Regions from separate parts of the Mus musculus genome. Here region 2 is linked to region 1. Evidence: chromatin contacts called from public promoter capture Hi-C data. All regions are on one chromosome and are shown on one strand. Each heading gives the region's core, a stretch centred on a gene start, on an enhancer-like site or on the middle of the called end of the contact. The rest is flanking DNA. Distances are from core to core; before and after follow the strand shown.

Region 1 (3,616 bases), core at 829-3,328:
CCTTTAATCCCAGCAAAGGTAGGTAGAGCTCTGTGAGTTCAAGGCCAGCCTGGTCTACAGAGTGAGTTCCAGGACATCCAGGAATACAGAAAAACCCTATCCTGAAAAAGAAAATCTAAATGTTGCCTTCAATTTTGACAACTTATTAGTTCACAGGAAGCATTTTCTCTTTTTCTTCCCCTCCCCCCCCCCCAACCCCTGGCCCTGCTTGCTCTGGCCATTTTTATTTCGTATATGTGGGTACACTGTCACTATCTTCAGTCACAGCAGAAGACAGCTTTGGGTGCCCATTACAGATGGTTGTGAGCCACCATGTGGTTGCTGGGAATTGAACTCCGGACCTCTGGAAGAGCAGTGGGTGCTCTTAACCTCTGAGCCATCAGGAAGCATTTTCTTACGAATGAATTTATATTTTTTATGCAGATCACTAGATCTGAATTAGGAAATGATTCAAACTCTAGCTTTACCTTCTCACACTTATCAACTATGAATGGGCAAAGCATCTGATTCTTGAAGACCTCTGTTTTCTGTTCTACTTCATAAGAGGATCATGTGAAAGCTATGTAAGATACAAATTGCTATTACAGCCACTACGGTTGCCTGCACAACATCTGCACAAGATGAAGCCAACCCAAATCCTGGCAGAGAGGGAACGATGACCCCTGGGCCTCACCCCTGACTGAGGAGCAGCTGGCAGCTGATAGTTGCAGGGGGAGGGGGTGGGGGTGGGGCGTGGATCATTCTTTTTTAAGGATGTAGCCACTGGTAGATTCTCCAGGCTCCTGTAGATGGCCCCACACCCAAACACATATGGGTAGCGCTAACTGGACTTACTGGGTTATGAGAAACATGAAATTGAAGGGAGAGCTTGTTGAGGGGAATATGGGTGGGGAGGTGTTGAAGGGAGAAAGGCAGCTGGGGAAAGGCAGAAGGGGTGAGGAAAATGGGGGAGAAGGATCGCGTTTGGCACAGAAAGCCTGTTACTATGGTGATAAATCAGCTGTCTGAAACAGTGAACCAAAGCAAACTCTCTGGTATCTTTTGTTTTGTTTCATTTTGTTTGTTTTGTCTGTTTTTGTTTTGTTTTGTTTTGTCAGCTTGTCACAAAGGGTCTTCTGGGAAGGGGATACCTCAACTGAGAAAAACGCCTCCGCCAAATTGGTGTACAGGCTGAAGATGAAGTAAACACTTTCCGCCCTGCATTTTGAGTCCCGCACAGTGTTTATCACAGCAATGGAAAGTGAAAGGGGTGGCGGGGAGGCACCTCCCAAAACAGGTGCTGCCACTGGCCACTGATTGGTAAGAGCCTCAGGTTGATAAGTTTATGTACCAAAGTTAACCAAGAGCTTTCGAAACAAAGTTGCTGAAAACTTTAGATAACAGACTTTGCCACCCCAAGCTAGTCCTCAGACTGACAAGATGGCTCAGCAGTTAGAACACTGGTTGCTCTTCCTGAAGACCCCTGGGGGTTGAATTCCTAGGACCAACAGAATGGTTCACAATCAAGTTCTAGGGGAACAAATGCCCTCCTCTGATGCCTGTGGGCACTGTATTTGTGTAGTGGTGCACGTAAATACATTCAGGGTAAAACTCTCATACACATACAATCAAAATAAAGCAACCTTGAAGTTTAAAACTAGCCATTGTGATGAAGACAGGCTATAAGAATCGCAAGGCAGCTTAGGGTGGAGACCTTAAAAACAGCACTTTCAGGAATGGCCTTTGATTCTCAGGCCAGCAATGCCAGAAGGAGAGCTCTGCTTTCTTATTTTAAGTCCTTGAATCTGATTCTCAGCACCAGGAATAAGGAAAAGTATAGCATTCAAATAACACCCAAAGGTCAAACAACCGACAAGTAGGAAAGTCGAGGTCGGCTCACCACCGCTCTGTGGGACTAGGAACTACATTAGTCTCCCAAAGTGCTGATGATGCTGGATGCTGCTTCCACAGCCAACACGGGCATTCTCTGTCTTAGCAGTCTTCCTGCCAGCTGCCGAGCATCGCTCAGTGCTGAGGGCTTCCTGACAGTTCTTATTCCAGTGTGTATTTATAGCGGTGCCTCATCAGCTCTCCTGCCATGCCTATTGTTCTCAGAACACACCCGGCAGATTATTATTAGCACTACCAAATGTGAAAGGAGGAACAGTAGTCACGTGTGCTCAGAAAAATCTACCAAAGACCAAGACATTTTAAAAAGCATGTTGGGGATACTGAGAAACTCTAGCGGCTTCCAGGATTACACTTGGGGACTCTTGCTTATGTGTTAATATTATTTTTATTCCCATCGTATTTATTTACTTACATGATATTTATTTCCATGTAAGTGGTCCACGTACAAATCCACAGATGGCCTACTGTGGGCCTGCGAGGGTTTAGAAATAATACATCTGGCTGTTTTGTGGAAAGACGGCAGAAAATGAACACACATGGGTGGGAGACATAATTGAGCCGTGGAGACCTTGCTTAGCATAGGCTAGCCCCTCAGACCTGAGAAGCACAGCAAAACAAAAACACAACAACCAGCCAGCAAACTACTAACAGCCAACTTTTGTAAAGAATACAAGCCATGAAAGAAATAGTATACAAATAAATGTGCTTACTCTAAAAAAAGAAGAGGAAGAGGAGGAGGAAGAGGAGGAGGAAGAGGAGGAGGAAGAGGAGAACTTTCTGGCATGCCCGAGGTTTTTATCATTTAGTAATTGTTTTGATTATCTTTGGGGTTTTTTTTCTTCCTTTTTCCAAATTTTCTACTATACCTACCCATGGCTTTTAGAAATAACATAATAAAAATAAGAAAACAATGGTCCAGGTCCAAATCTCTCAAAAGGGGCCTGGTAAGATGGCTGCTCGGGGGTTAAGAGCACTGGTTGCTCTTACAAAGGACCTGGGTTCTCTTCCCAGCCCCTACCTGACAGCTCACAGCTCCTATAATCTGATGCTGTCTTCTGACTTCCATGCCCAGCAGGCACAGATGTGGGGGACATGAAGGCAAAACATTCATACAACAAAAATAAATAAGAACATTTTAGGGGGCTGGAGAGATGACACTGGCTGCTCTTCCAGAGGGTCCAAGTTTGATGACAAGCACCCGCATAGTAGCTGGTAGACAAATATCTGTCTTCCATGGGTCCCGTGATGCAAGTGATGCAGAGACAGACATGCAGGCAAGCAAAATACTAATACACATTTTAAAAAGAGAGAGAGGGGAGAGAGGGGGAGAGGAAGGGATGGAAGGGGGGAGAAGAGGGAGAGAATTTTTACAAGCTTTTAAATGGAGAAAAGAATTCAAGGTATTCTGGAATAAGCCTTTCCTATCCCAGGTCTGAAAACCAGAAACAATGTCAAAGCAAGCACACTAACACTTTATTGAGAGAGTGGTCCCAGGGAGGGAGGGAGGGAAAGGTGGACAGATATTTGCACATCTCTGAGCTGCTCGAAGCACAGCTAACTCCTTGTGTTTCTTTTTTTAAAAAATTATTTTTGAGATTTTAATATAATTTCATCACTTCCCTCTTCCTCTCCCCTCCCTCCTTTGATATCCCTCTCCTCGCTTCCAAACCTATCACTTCTCTTTATTAAATTTTACATGCATGCATGTGTGTGCATGTGTGTGTGT
Region 2 (3,616 bases), core at 291-2,790, 95 kb after region 1:
TAGCCCCAATTTCTGCTGGGGACTACAGATATGCCCAAACCTACACTTTATTTCTTCTTCTGTTTTTAATATTTATTTTTTTATTCATTCATCCATTCATTCATTTATTTAATGTAAGTACACTGTAGCTGTCTTCAGACACTCCAGAAGAGGGCATCAGATTTCCTTAGGGATGGTTGTGAGCCACCATGTGGTTACTGGGATTTGAACTCAGGATGTCTGGAAGAGCAGTTGGTATTCTTAACCACTGAGCCATCTCACCAGCCCCTACACTTTATTTCTTAAGACAAATACGCAAGCATGGCAGTCTTTCCAGAGGATGATGTAGTCAGAAAAACAATAAACTGTGTGTGGTGGCTCATGCCTTGTGTGTTTGAGGAAGGGGGGCGGGGCGGGCACACGACTGTGGAGGATTTGAGGTGAGTGTGGGCAACAGAGAGCCTGTTTAAAAATAGAAAGTTTTTCCAAAGCTCTCAGGGACTAAACCACCAACCAAAGAGTACTCATGGAGGGACCCATGGCTTCAACCACATATGTAGCAGAGGATAGCCTTATTGGGCATCAATGGGAGGAGAGATCCTTGGTCCTTTGAAGGCTCAATTCCCCAGTATAGGGGAATGCTAGGGCGCTGAGGCAGGAGTGCGTGGGCGGGTGGTGGGGCACCCTCATAGAAGCCGGGGGAGAGGGGAGTTTGTGGAGGCGAAACTGGGCAGGAGGATAATGAAATGTCAATAAATAAAATAACCAATAGAAAAATAAAAATAAAAAATAGGAAGTTTAAAACTCCTGCTACTGACAGACTCCCTTCTTTTTAGCATAGAATTTCTACAAAGTAAAAGCAGCGGGAATGACAGTCTGGCAAGGCTGTGTTTCAGAATTCAGTGTTTTGCCACAATCCAGAGTGTTTTTCAAACTGCAATTTATGGTCCATTCATGAAGAAAGAATGGGCGGTCTTTGCTAGCACTTTGTTTTTAATGAGACAGAACTAGAACCGAGCAGAGAATACCAGCATGCCCCCTAACTTTTGTGGGGGTGCTTTCTTCTTTGTGAGAGCTCGCTTGGGTTTCTGTGCTGGTTTGGGTACCGAGTCATGATGTCAAACTTACTAGGAATCGGAGGTGAAAATGAGAATCTAGAAGCCACGGTCTGTGAAGACTCAAAAATGTAAAAACATAATTTGCCTGTGGAGCGCTGAGGATTTTATTGCTGATGATCAAGTAAGGAAAACCATTAACACCAGGCGTAAGAGTGGCTTTGTACACATGATGACGAAATGTTCAAGCGAGGATCATGGCAGATAGGAAGAGTCCAGGGGACATCTCCGGTAAAGGCACATTCTTTTCCTTGTTCTCATCTCTAATAGACGAGGACCAAAAGTCAAAAAATACGTCCTGTTTTCCCACGGGTTCCACTTGCTGAGTCTCCTGCATGAATCTAGATTCTACGATAAAGTGTTCTAATGGGCTGAGGAGGGCCGAGTTGAAACAGTCAGGAAGTGGCCCCACCCTGCTGGTTTTTCCAATTGTGAGTCCAGGTCTCTGTGACTTAGGAAGTGATCCAGAGTGCTGTTGGGGTTTAGCCTGCTGAGGCTCTGACTGTGACTTCTAAGCAGCATTCTCTAGGCCGTCCTTTCTCCTTTTGTTAATACAAGAAATGTTATCTTAGAGAAGTAGGAAAATGTCCAAGAGAAAGAGAGAGACAAAATAAAAGCTTATTATTATTATTATATTATTGCTGGAAATTGAGCCTAGGGCCTTATGCATGCTAGACATTTGCCCTACCACTGAGCTGTGTCCACAGCACATAGATTTAAAACATCCTGTGTGAAATCCAATGTGACCAAAAAGAGGAGGAAGAGGAGGAGGAGAAGTAGCAGGAGGAGGAGGAGGAGCAAGAGGAGCAGGAGAAGGAGGAGGAGGAGGAGGAGGAGGAGGAGGAGGAGGAGGAGGAGGCAGGACAATGAATAAAACCATGTGCAGCTTTTGCAGAGGACCAGAGTTGGGCTCCCAGCACCAGCACAGGGCAGCCTGTAACTCTCGTCCCATGGGCTCTGTCACCACCTTCTGGACTCCGTGGGCACCTGCATACATGTGGTACACTCAGACACTCAAACACAACAAACAAATCCTTTTTTAAAGACTATTTATCTTATACATGTGAGTATATTGTCTCTTCAGACACACAGAAGAGGGCATCAGATCCCATTACAGATGGTTGTGAGCCACCATGTGGTTGCTGGGAATTGAACTCAGGGCCTCTAGGAGAGCAGCCAGTGCACTTAACCGCTGAGCCATCTCTCCAGCCCACAAATAAATCTTTTTAAATAATATGATGGATACTAAAGGTCAGAAACATCTGGAGGAAGGGCTTCGGGGCAAAGGCATGGCTCAGCAATTAGGAATGCTTACTGCTCTTGCAGAGGATGGGGGATTATTTCCCAACACTCCATCAGACAGCTCACAACCACCCGGAGCTCCAGTTCTGAGGAATCTGCTCACACTGCAAGGTGAAGCTGGAGGGCCTGTGGTGTGTTGTTGTTGTTGTTGTTGTTTTGTTTTTTGTTTTGTTTGGTTTGGTTGGTTGTTTAAGAAGACCAAAGGTTGCCTGTGGCCAGCCTCCCTTAGGAAACATCATGAATCCCTGTTAAACCCTGTTAACCCCTGTTGCCTGGTGAGATTCACCCCGAGACTCCTGGAGTGGATGCACACAGCTCCCCCACATCCCTTAACTGCCGTGTGTCCTCAGAATCCTTTCCTGGACGTCTATGCTTCATCCGTTTTCCATTTCACTTGACAAATGCCCTCCAGAGGCAGCTCAAAAATTAACTTTTAAATTGACAAATGTGAGTTGTTTTCATTAAAATCCCCCAGGATAACGGAGAAGCTATGGAGTCTGGAATATAGGGATGTCTGTCCATCTGCTAAAAGAAAAGCCTAGCTCCTGCCACGGGCTGGCCAGTGGCATCTGCTCAGTTGTCCCTGCGTGTCCAGTTTACTCTCTCCTGTCTAGGTTTGAAAATATCGCTTTAGTAAAAGTCATACATGGTCTGGCGTGTCTTTAGTCTCAGCACTGGGATCAGAGGCTGGCGGATCTATGTGAGTTCAAGGCCACCCTATTGTAAAGAAAGAATTTCAGGCCTTCCAGGACTGTGTCTGAAAGTCAGCCATCAAGTTACTTTGAGACCTTTCTGCGGTGTCCCTTCTTATCTCCTTCCCATTCCAGGCAGATGATTCTGTGGCCCATGTCTGTGACCCCATTCCCTGTGACCCTGTCATGTGGCCTTTGTCCCGGCTGTTGCCTGTGCTCCGGGAAGTCCTCTCCAGACTCACACAGTGCACAAACCTCAGGTTTGAGCTGACAGCCTTGGATTTCACTGAGTGCATTAGAGATCCTGTGTGGCTTTAACATGGGGGTGATTGTGTTTACACAGTGTGTTGTCCGCTTGAACGACTGAAGCAAAGAGAGAGGGCAGGGAGATCAGACACGGGGGCAACTGATGTCGGCTGGAGAGGCTGGAGATAAGAAGTGCTTAGGTTCTGGCTTTATACTGAGAGGAATACTGACAGAACTTGTCAGTGGGAGGGAGAGGCAAGAATGATTTCTAGTGTTTGAGAC

What was found. Capture Hi-C pulls out chosen DNA fragments and counts their contacts.
Region 2: a promoter capture Hi-C map of adipose tissue shows a contact between it and region 1. The contact joins two enhancer-like sites. A contact is called at or near these places in 1 of 115 datasets of contacts at active chromatin or transcription factors (embryonic stem cells) and 1 of 9 other capture datasets (adipose tissue).

Annotation. Positions count from the first base shown.
Region 1 is chr8:47,459,798-47,463,413 of GRCm38.p6, forward strand. No RefSeq gene overlaps it. Among named protein-coding and RNA genes, the nearest start is that of Gm22857, 21 kb to the left of the region's middle. Within about 2 kb of position 2,079, at least 33 of the 459 cell types and tissues checked have an H3K27ac peak or open chromatin away from gene starts, as enhancers often do. A contact at or near this core is called in adipose tissue, where this site is marked.
Region 2 is chr8:47,555,156-47,558,771 of GRCm38.p6, forward strand. No RefSeq gene overlaps it. Among named protein-coding and RNA genes, the nearest start is that of Rwdd4a, 23 kb to the left of the region's middle. Within about 2 kb of position 1,541, at least 6 of the 459 cell types and tissues checked have an H3K27ac peak or open chromatin away from gene starts, as enhancers often do. A contact at or near this core is called in adipose tissue, where this site is marked.